3 separate regions of the Danio rerio genome follow, and regions 1 and 2 are each linked to region 3. A link is a contact called in public HiCAR-type and HiChIP or PLAC-seq data. All regions are on one chromosome and are shown on one strand. Each heading gives the region's core, a stretch centred on a gene start, on an enhancer-like site or on the middle of the called end of the contact. The rest is flanking DNA. Distances are from core to core; before and after follow the strand shown. Region 1 holds the start of hoxa9a (homeobox A9a). Region 2 holds the start of hoxa1a (homeobox A1a). Region 3 holds the start of tax1bp1a (Tax1 (human T-cell leukemia virus type I) binding protein 1a).

Evidence for each region. HiCAR-type assays count read pairs that join an accessible place to other places. HiChIP or PLAC-seq counts read pairs in DNA pulled down with a chosen protein or histone mark.
Region 1: a HiCAR-type map of caudal fin shows a contact between it and region 3, with 4 times the contacts expected there. The contact joins the promoter of hoxa9a here to the promoter of tax1bp1a in region 3. A contact is called at or near these places in 2 of 18 Hi-C or Micro-C datasets (caudal fin and hematopoietic stem cells) and 1 of 4 datasets of contacts at active chromatin or transcription factors (caudal fin).
Region 2: a contact with region 3 is called in an H3K4me3 HiChIP or PLAC-seq map of gastrula embryo, with 4 times the contacts expected there. The contact joins the promoter of hoxa1a here to the promoter of tax1bp1a in region 3. A contact is called at or near these places in 2 of 4 datasets of contacts at active chromatin or transcription factors (embryo and gastrula embryo).

Annotation. Positions count from the first base shown.
Region 1 is chr19:22,007,099-22,011,207 of GRCz12tu, reverse strand. It overlaps hoxa9a (homeobox A9a), which reads right to left and starts at 1,695. Exons shown (of 2, transcript NM_131532.2): 1 at 1,105-1,695; 2 at 1-811. The coding sequence starts at 1,618. The coding sequence ends at 573. It overlaps mir196a-2 (microRNA 196a-2), which reads right to left; the gene lies at 4,102-4,109. It also overlaps a transcript of evx1 not described here.
Region 2 is chr19:22,044,457-22,048,160 of GRCz12tu, reverse strand. hoxa1a (homeobox A1a) reads right to left here and starts at 2,454. Exons shown (of 2, transcript NM_131536.2): 1 at 1,719-2,454; 2 at 1,152-1,523. The coding sequence starts at 2,358. The coding sequence ends at 1,174. It also overlaps a transcript of evx1 not described here.
Region 3 is chr19:21,856,296-21,860,040 of GRCz12tu, reverse strand. It overlaps tax1bp1a (Tax1 (human T-cell leukemia virus type I) binding protein 1a), which reads left to right and starts at 1,740. Exons shown (of 17, transcript NM_001346178.1): 1 at 1,740-1,852. hibadha (3-hydroxyisobutyrate dehydrogenase a) reads right to left here and starts at 781. Exons shown (of 8, transcript NM_001003646.2): 1 at 693-781. The coding sequence starts at 762.

The DNA.
Region 1 (4,109 bases), core at 446-2,945, 150 kb before region 3:
TTGTTCCCTGAAGTTCGTAAACTTCATCCAATATCATATCTGTTGATATGGCATGAAAAATTTGTTCGAATAAAAAAAGGCAGTGAAGTGACTATAGGTAGTGGTAATGACATTACAAAAGCCAGTTCTTAGGCCACATTTTGTAAATCTTTGCAGAAATGCATGAACTTAAAATCCTCGGTCTAAAGCTACATTATTAGCTAATTAGCGTCTGAAATATGCAACGCTGATATACAATATACTAATCTAAAACCGAAGGGGATAGCACAGTTGGATTCAACGTTCATTCATTCCTTAAAAAATCTAACCTGAATAATACCGTTTTTTTTTTAATATTCAAACCTGCGTCGAAAAACAAACTAAAGGAAGTTGTGCCTTAACATGAAACCAATTACGACAAACAAACAGTCAAATTTACTTATGAAACAACTTGATCCCAGCATGCTTTAAGACATTTATAATTTAGGCTACTTAAAAAAGGACACAAAATCTAACGTAAAATCCCACAACAAAATAAATTCAGTAACAGGATGGATCATCTCTCATCCTCACCTACATGAAGTGCTTTAGTCTTAGTCTTCCTTCGTTTCATTTTTGTTGAACTTTTTCATCTTCATCCTGCGGTTTTGGAACCAAATTTTGACCTGTCTCTCCGTGAGGTTCAGTAGACGGGCGACTTCGTATCGCCGGTCGCGCGTGAGGTAAGTGTTAAATAAAAACTCTTTCTCCAGCTCGAGGATCTGGTGCTTAGTATAAGGACAGCGTTTTTTACGCGTCGAGCTCGCATGAAGCCAGTTGGACACAGGGTTTTCTGGGAAAAGGTAGAGGGAAGGGAATGAGGGTATCGAAATTATAAGCGAGCAGCAATGTTCTTTCTTTCATTCATTTTAAAATTTATATATATTTAAAATCCAGGCAGCTGCATAAATCACAGTTAGTCAAACAAATCTCCCACGCTTGTTACAATCCCAAATCTAATGTTTAGCAAAATAGTTCGAACTATTTTACAGAAGGCAACTACATGAGAATCGTGACATCACATTATCAAAAGTACTATAAATTGATATCATTGTACTTATATATCCGACAATTTGGTCAGCTTACCTGGATCAGCGCCCGGTTTCCCCTCGATGTCGCCACTCTTTTCAGCAGTTCGGCTAGATTCTGCTTCTGTTTTGGTAGAACATCCTCCGTTTGTGAAGACTTCAGGCTGTAGTATAGTATGCGGACTGTATTCCGTGCCGTCATCATTCGTTTCATTCGTATCGGATTTGGCATGATTGTGATTAACCGTCGGTGGCTCAGTTTGAGGTAACCCACATGCAGAATCCAAGAGCCAAGACTGCACATAATCCCCAACTACTGGAGGTTGCGCATGGGGCTGATATACTGACGGTACACCAGTGGAGAAGTGCGTTGGGATGTGCCCCCAATCTGAGGTACCATAAACGGGTTGCTTTGCCGGGAATGTGCAGGGGCCGAGGTCTGAAAGGTCTGCAGGTAGAATGGTTGGCCTGTGCTGAATAAGCCCTAAACCCGAGGAGAAGCGAGTCTCCTCGCTGCCCGGTATAACAATAGAGTCAACGTAGTATCCTGTCAAAGCTCCGGATGTCGACATGGCAGGAGCGCTCTCTCATGCACACACACACACACACACACATTAAAAATAACACACACATACAGTGACACACTCACAAAATAGCAATATGTGAAAATGGAGAGGCAACTTCCCCCTCTCAAAGCCCCAGTCAGATAATAAGTTGAGAGCAAAGTGCCATTTGATTGGGTGAAGTGACCACGTGACCACTGGTACGGGGGAAAATCGATCAAATAAAAAAAAGAAAAAAAACTCAGATTTTAATAACTGAAAAAAAAACATTTCTATCCAGTGGAAACAATTAACAAATGGGACATAATTAAGACAAGAATATCGTTGAGAAATTAACCATCTAAAAAGAAGGAAATGTTCTCTCATTTATTGGATAGGACAATAGAAGCACAATCTAAATGTTGCATCGTTTACAAAATTTTACGCTCTGTCTGACATAAATTAACTAAATTCGCACAACCTTACCGCAGACCAACACGGACCGGATATTTTGACAGAATGTAGACTACTGTAAACAATCATACATTTATCTGAGATACCTGTTTATGTATATACTTCTTTTAGATTTGGCAATAAAAACAAAAGTATTCCAATTCAATATATATTTTTATTTTATGTACATGAAAAAAAAAATTGTTTGCAAATGAACATGGTCAGCAAAGTCAACAGCATGGGCGCCTACTGCTATATAGGCAATACACAAAATTCCAGGTTGGTTCTACCCGTTTTAAAATAAAATAACATTTTATAAACCATGGACAAAAACCAACCACTAGGTACATTTTTTTAAATAAACATTTATTTAAATAAAAACTGAGTTTTGTGAATAATAATTTAATAATCCAAAGAACCTGCACAACAACAATAATACTATAATTATTGTTTGGTCGATGTTAAAGAATTTTAAAAAATCAAATCACAATAGGAAGACTGATTTTAAAATGTAAATAGTATCTAAATAAACGTGCGTTCTTTATGCGCGAAAATTATACTCTTGAAGAGTACATTATTACAAAATGTTCGATATCAATGAGAATACTACAATACACGTTTGGCTGAGCATAAGTTAAAACAGAAGTAAGCTATACAAGAATATGGAAGCTAATTTGGAAATAAATATATTAGCTACCAATAGTTAGCCTAGATCGAAACTAGGCTACAATAATGTCAAATTGTTACACGGAATTTTATTTTATTAATTATTAGTATTAATAGAGTAGCATAAATACATTTTATTTTAGGTATTTTAATAACAACACTCAGTGTAATTGTAACACAAAACAACTAATCAGTGTAATGTGTCGTTACACGTAAATTTAAACACTGCAAAAAAAAAAAAAAAAATTGGAGATAAATTGAGTACATTTCTGTGTACCACTTCACAGTACGATTTCATTAGTTAATGTATTCAATCAACAAAACGTTTATTACAAGTTATTTATTTTTTGTTAGAGTTAATGGAAATAAGGTTTTTCATTGTTTATTTTAACTCACAGTGCATTAACAGTGCACAGTGCATTTAGATTTTAAAAATGCATTAGTAAATGATAAGCAGTGATTAATAGTAAATACTTCAACTAATAAAACCTTATTGCAAAGTGTGTCCTATTTATGTCGCTTATATAAATCATAGGGAACAAAAAGAATACACAATTTAATTAATGGCACATGCAAACAAATTTAACATGATTTCTGAACTTTCCTTTTAGAATGCAAAATGTTTGTAAATTAAAATAAAATAACGATATTTTAGCTTGTTTGAATATTATTCTCAACAGCCATATTAGTACACAAAATATCAAACCTGCATCGGCTCTTATAACAAATATTATTCAGAAACAAATATTTGTTCACACAGTTTAGTTATTCATCAGTGATAAACAGAAAGACATTTCACTGGATTTCACAATTTTACAGCAGGAAACGCCACTACTTTCATAAATAGAGGGGAGAAAGAGAAAAAGACGGAAACAGCATGACCATATAAGCCATAAACTGCACAGGGGTGTTTGTTAACACGGTCGCGTTTTATCACGGGCGCCTATTCATGTTTTTTAGACACAGATACATTTCCTTTAGCTGTTGCTACTGGAGTGCCATAAAGTCTTGTTTTTGTGATCAGCCAGTTCTTATAAAACTAGGCGGAAGCCAGGATGGCAGTCTCTTGAGCACAGTGGCATACCACCGAGGTCGCTGTCGTTTAAAGCAGGCAAGGCAAGATTATGGTATATTGGACGTAACCGAGGCCTTGTTAAGTCTGCTGTCTGCTTTGAGTTCGACAAATCATGATCTCCCATGAGTTCGTTTCATAGCAAAGCAATAAACCAAGTACAAATATACATCTAAATAAGTAGCCTAATTCGATAAAATAGCTCAGTTACGTTTAGTCAATTTTAAAAAGACTAAAAACAAGCAACTACTGGTAATTTAAATGCTTTTAAGATTGTTTCTTTGTCCACTAACATATCGTAGGTTATACAGAGGAATGAAACTGGGGCAA
Region 2 (3,704 bases), core at 1,205-3,704, 190 kb before region 3:
ACCCGTGTTATTTTATTCAGATCAAGATATTGTTATCCTACTTCCCCGCTCCCAGCTTTGTAAAGCAAACTAAGCTGCAACATGAGTCAGACATCCCATCAACACTGATGGGGTCAGACCGACTCATTCTTGTTTGATAGTTGAGATGATTTAATCGATCGTCATGTTTTTTGTTTCTCTTCGATAAACTAACAGGTCAATAGGGTTGTCACCGCGAATAACGGTGACAGCATTGCGCATCTTCTATCGTGGATAAACATGCTTAATGTGCCAATATCACTTCGTCCCTGAGGAAAGAACCACACGCGGACGCATATATCAGTTACGGAGGCAGAGAGCTAGTTATTGGTGGATTTAAGACTGCAAACAAGCAATCGATAAATCAAACTTAACAGTTCATTCCACAAAATGTATATTTAAATATTAAATAATAGTGCTTAGATTGCTGGTTTAAATTTTTAAGACAGATTGTCAGCAGTGTTTTAGAGTTAGTTGTTTCTGTGAGGGTTGACAGACATTAGAACCATCAAAAGTAATACAGTATTTGAATAAATTGTACTTATAAGATACATTTTAATTATCACATGATTTCACCCGTATCTTGATCTTTTTCTAACGCATTTCTAAATTAAAGGAAACTTTAATTCCGACTGATAAAACTCAGCATCACCGGAGAACAACTTCAGACAATTGCGTATGCTGCAAAACTCACAACACAAGAATTAACAACACTTTGCATCGTCCAGAGAATTTGTCAATTACAGACACTATTTCCCGAAAGATTTAACAGATTCACTAGTAATGCATCCCCTAAATATATTGCACTATTTCCTTCGGTTCTTGAGGTAGACATTTTGACAAGTGGTTTACAAGTTCAAACTAAGACGCGCGTAAAAGTGCAGCATTTGTTATTACTGTGCACAAAAATGCACAAGCCACTTCTTTCTATCCAGGTGCTTGACAAAGTGCCCAAGACAATTAACAGTTATTTCACATTAACATAAATAGTGCACAGATAAACAATGAGTGATCAAAATGGTCGAGTTAGAAACGGTTGGTCGCTAAAACACTCTTCCACTTATGTTAAAACATGATGTACAAATAACCATAAGACAAGTCACAAACAATTTTGCATTATTGTTTACAATTTGAAAGAACAAATGTGAAAGCTGTTTAATTAGAGGAGTATGCCTCAACAGTTGGTGAAGGAGAGGGCGTGGATGGTGCAGAGGGCGACTTTTCAGATGCATCCTCTGTTTTTTCGAGACCATCTTTCTGTTCGGACAAAGATTTCGGCAAAAGACCTTCCTTTTCGCGCTTCTTTTGTTTCATACGGCGATTTTGAAACCATATCTTCACCTGAGTCTCATTCAATTGGAGAGAAGCCGCGATCTCCACGCGCCTTGCGCGAGTCAAGTACTTATTGAAATGAAACTCCTTTTCAAGCTCTGTCAGCTGTTTTGTCGAAAAATTGGTGCGTACAGTGTTTGGCTGCCCACCAAATCCATACTCCCCAGCTTTTCCTTAAGAGAGAGAATGAAAAGAAGAATAAATGAATGTGTGTATGCATACTAGGCTATATTGTTATGTCAAGTCCCATATCTTAGGTTTCTTCAGATGTTTATGTAACCAGTGTTGGACATGCAATATTAAGTCAGGACTTGTATTCCGTATCGGGAGAAAAAATAATTACGACTTGTAAAATTTAAGTCACTCACCTGTTTTTGGCGGGTTGCGTTTAACCTTCATCCAGTCAAATGTCTGTCCCGTGGGCACGCCATCTGATAGAGGTGAACAACAAGCATCATGATGAGGCACATGCAGAGGGGAAAGCGGATTTGAGCAGCCCGCCACAAACGTAAGGTTTGCCTGATCCGAACTATTACCATATGTGGCTGAGCCGTACTGGAACTGGCCATGGAGGTGAACGTTTCCGCTACTGTAACCATGACGATGATGACGGTGCTGCACAACAGTGGAAGAAATATTTCCAGAGTAAACTAACGGGCCACACTGGGGAAAGCTCACAGACGATTCCACGTCCTGATTTAGGGCATAGTGATTGTATCCAGTGCAAAAACTTTGAGTTCCATAACTTGGATGGGCGCTGTAGGTAATTGACAAAGTCCCGGGGGACTGGTACGAGCCGGCCTGTTGTGGCTGAGAGTTAATTACATCTTGTGACGATATATTGGACATGAACCGTTCATCTCCACTGCAGCTATTTAACCTAACAGCACACGACGATTGGAATGTTGAAAGTCCGTGATCACCGTGGAACGCCCTGACTGAGCACGAGCCCCCGCTACCTCCATCTCCACCACCACTTATGGACGAAAAATCTAAGAATGTGCTCATTGTGTCATCTTCTTGGGCGTCTCAGCTCGTGGTTGCCACACTGACAGAACTTTGGGCCCGGAACTGATTAACGTCGCACCATTCACCCTGGGTTGAGCCGAGGCACCCTTCTGCCTCCTTCAATCAGTCGTGGATTGGAGGTGTTCGGGCGCTAGTGATATGAATGACCAGTGACAGTCACGTGGGCTGGGTCAGCCAGTGATCAGTTGTGCTGTCTCATCTTGATCTTAAGTGGCCTTGCACTGACAGGTTGTCGTTAAAGACCAGGCTTATGCAAATGCCGACCTCTTGTCCATCAACGTTACGTAGGCCCACCTTTACTTCTGCTGAAAGGATAGATTCGCTGGCAGATACGCTAAGAGGGACGTTGTCTCACAGACAGCGTCCCGGCAGCATCAGCTTCTCGGTGTGTGGATTTTTTTTAAAGAAATGCTTCAGGTAAGATGATCTCAAAACCACAAAGAAATTATGTAAAGTTAGTATCTTTTTCTGGTTCACAATTCGGGTAGCAATATCCTATCAGCTATAGGCTCTAGTGTATCGGCTTTCGTCAACTTAGTAAGTGTATAAAAATGATAAACTGACTACCACTCATCGTATTGTTATTTTTTCGGTGTAGCCAGCACAGTTATATTTGTTGTTTTTTAATACGTTAGGCTTAGCTACTTGATAAAAACATTGGCTGTAGCCCACTGTATATTTATTACTGCTATAAGCTATTTAGCCTATGTCTATGTATGCTAACTGTCAACATTAAGCAGCAAGGAACTAAGGACTTGGAACTTACTTGGAACTAAGAACTTACATGTTGAAATAAATACATTAGCGGGATTTCTGTTTTTGCTGAATGCTATTTTGTGATTAGTATTCACAGACTGATCAATAATCACAGGGAAGACGATGTATTTTATCCACAATCCTATGTGGAGCAGAGGAGACACGCGCCCCCTCTGGAGGAAATTGGACATTTTTATACCTTTTTTCTTTTTTCAAAATGGCGCTTTACACAAGCTTACTACGGCCTAGTATTTCTTATGCCACTATTTTTTTTACAGCAACAAGCCTGACAAATAAGGCAAGAAAAAATAACAGCATAAATATAAAGTGTAATGTACTTAAATGAAATGGAGTCATAGTTTATAAAAACTGTAGAACCACTTAGTGGCCAAATGTTCACTCTGTTAGATGTGGGGAAAAATATCTAAAAATAAAAACTATTGTAGTTGATTAAATATTTGTTTATTCATACGAAAAAAAGCATTTTAAAACATCTTCAATAAAGACATTATAAACATTTGTAACGTTATTTCAATCAGGACAAAAAGCAAAAAGACTAAGACAAATTG
Region 3 (3,745 bases), core at 491-2,990:
AACAAACAAGCAAACAAAAAGTACTTGCTTTTTGTTATTATAATTTTAATAAGCCTTTAGCAGCATATGTCAGCATCCTGATAATACCATTGTGATTAAAAACATCGGCAATTATTGCCACAAATTCAATTATACATGAGATGTTTTCTCACCATATGAATTAAAAGACCTGAGATAAGGAGCTTACTAAAGGGATCATGTAAAAATCAATGACAGTATAAGTTAAAGTCAAGTATAAAATAAATCTAATTCATGGAGTTATTAGGTTAAGCACATAATAAAATATTTGCCATATGAAAACTTAAGTGACATAAAAGCTTAATTGCATTCTAAACTTGTTAAAAAGGTAGATTTTTAAAATAGATACTTAAAACATTGAAATGGTTAATAGTTTACAGTTTAAGAAACATTTTAACTATAATATGCAAGCTATGAGCTCCTAAACCCCAACTGGATTGCACAACTTGTATTGCTTAAAAAGTAAACAGTGCATTGCATATTGTGCACAATGCCTGATCATATATTTCTACAGACATGCTCAAGCATACTCCACGTATGTGCACAAAACTGACAACAAAATAAAAAAAAAAGAAAAATCTAAATTCCCGAACCAAGTTACTCTTTGCAATAACATTAACGGCGTATTTATCAACTTAGTCTGTCAACAGACGATTAATGAGGAAATGACCTACCCAATATGAGCTCCACATGTTTATTGCTTCTTTTATAAAAATTCCGATACCCTCTAAACAAAGCGGCCATGCTTATTCCCCTTGACCTCAGCGCCTAGAGACAGTTGTGTACGAGTCAGGAACACAGGGGGCGGGTCCTATGACTGACATCTCCCTTCCACCAATCACTGATACGGATTTGATTATCAACCAATTAGATCGAGATCGTCGTTCAGATATCATGGAGTTTCTCCCCGCATTCATGCTGTGATTTCTTTGAATAGAATTAAGGAGATACTACTTAAAAGATTAAGAATGGCTAGACGTTTTTGACTTCTAAGCGAATGTATGGTCACTGTATGAACTTGTTGTCCTTGCGCTTAAAGGAGAACAACCACACTTTGCTCCGAATCCAAAACACAGTTGCTAAACAAATGAAAAAATACAAAGACCCTTTCCTAGTACATGAATAAGGTTTCTGAAGTTCTCTTTTCTGTTGTAAAATTGTTTAAAGATCTTTAATTCGTCTCGTAACGTTATTCAACTTATATGAAACAACAATTCTACAACTGTTTGTGAGGCCTTATAAATGATCTGTTTGCTTTGCTCGATAATTGCATTACATTTTCTACCCTCGCTTTTCATACATTATACTCGATTCAATGTATAAAAAACGCATTTCATTGATTAAACTGTTCCAATTTTCAATTCAATCACAGTTTCCATATAGTTCCATGATAGTGTACGCTTAGCATTTTCTATTTATATGTTTTAATGAAGCAATAACTAACTCGTAAACGAATCGTCCTTTTAAACCTTAGAAGTGAACTGAAATGATTCTCTCACGAACTGAATCTTAGCTTACAAGTAAAACATTCAAGGTGAACCGGGGTCTCTTTTAACCGCATAGTGTTCGAGAGGACACAGATTCGCTCGAAAGAGTCGGACCCATCGCTCTTTTGTGGGGGTTCACCACTAACCAATGGTAGTACAAGAATATCTGTGACATGAATAAATAAACCAATCACAGAGCGCGACCTACCGGAAGTTTCATGACGTATCTAGGTCCCAAAACATGTTGACACCCGGTTCAGTTTTATGACAGGGACGCTCTCAGTCTGCGTTGACTAGCAATCTAAACAACAAGAGTTATCAGATCTTCAAGTTAACATGGATTACAGGTATAATAGATTTATTCAGCGATGACTTGTATATTTATAGTGACAATTTTGGAAACAGAATTTGTAATTGCGTGCTTGTTATCGCAATGTATTTAGGGCTGGGATTGCAGTGAAGAGATTAAAACTCATTTCATTAGCTCATTCTCTAAGGTCACCGGCAGTAATAATTTTGGCGTATAATATAGGAAAAGGAACGCATTTTACTATACGTTTAGTGCAACTATCATTAAAACCCGCAGTGGCTTGTTATTTAGCAACATAATTCAAGAGAAACTGCATATACAGTAGGCTACCTTTCGGTTAAAACAGACATGTTTCAGTAAGACAAAGAATAGTACGTTTTTAAGCTTTTGTATCGTCAGTTCGGGTGGAATATATATATTATTGTAAAATAAATTAGCTGTCGACGATAAAGGCCTGGAAAGGGATGACAGCACCATCAGCAGTTCCATGAATACAGGCCTACTCGGCATCGCCCCATCCAGCCTGAACTAGGGCAGGTCTTCCTTATGCAGCTCATTTATAAACCATTTCTATACATTACAGTTTTAGCTAAGGTAAATATGTCCTAATAACATTTTCATAACATCCTTTTTACGTTTTCTGAATGCTCTTTGTAAACGTCTGCTTTTCTACATGTTTAAAAAATATGTTAAACAAGATTTTTCTTGTTTTGATTAATGCTGAGGAAACTTTCCATTTTATAATTTGCAACCAACATGGGAACGTTATGTTTTCTGAACATTCTAAGATTCGTTCAGCTGCAATGTTTTAGGCAAAGTACCATAGACAACGTAAAATATTCAATATTCAATATTATTACTAAACATTTATCCTCAAAAACATAAAGGCGACATGAAGAATATTCATTCAAAACTTTGAGAGAATGTTAGACTTTCATACGCCAATATTTTTAAACTTTTAAAGTAACACTATGAACTAAGAATTTAAACATGCATATCAGAAATTAAAATTAATCAGAAGATACTTAAAATGTAGATTTATGTAGACAATTTTTATAATACTTGATTCTTATAGGTTCATTCATTCATTCATTCATTAAATTTTTGGCTTAGTCCCTTTATCAATCGGGACTCACCATCAGAATGAACTGCCAACTTATCCAGCATATGTTTTACGCAGTGGATGCCCTTCCAGCTGCAACCCATCACTGGGAAACACCCAAACACACTCATTCACTACAAACATTTTGGCCTACCCAATTCACCTATACCGCATGTCTTTGGATCTGTGAGGGGAAACCAGGAAACCCACGCAAATATGGGGAGAACGTGCAAACAGAAACACCAACTGATCCAGCCAAGGCTCGAACCAGCGACCATCTTGCTATGAGGCGACAGTGCTACTCACTACACTACCGCACCACCATTCTTATAGGTTAATCATAATAAATGATGAAGTATAAAAACGGGACAAGGTCTAATAATTCATCTTTTTTTCTCATTCATTCATTTTCTTTTCGACTTAGTCCCTTTATTAATTCCTGGTCGCCACAGCGGAATGAACCGCCAACTTATCCTGCACGTTTCATGCCTCGGATATCCTTCCAGCCGCAACCCATCTCTGGGAAACATCCATACATACCCTTTCACTCTCATATACTAAGGACAATTTAGCCTTCCCAATTCACCTGTACCGCATGTCTTTGGACTGTGGCGGAAACCGGAGCACCCGAAGAAAACCCATGCATACGCACGGAGAACATGCAAACTCCACACAGAAACGCCAACTGATCCATGCCAACTGCTCAAACCAGCGACCTTTTTGCTAATCAGCGACAGCACTACCTACTGCGCCACTGCGTCAACCATCTTTGTTTCTGTGAAACCAATAATTTCTAAATAGCTGTGCATGGATTTTGGTTTTTACGAG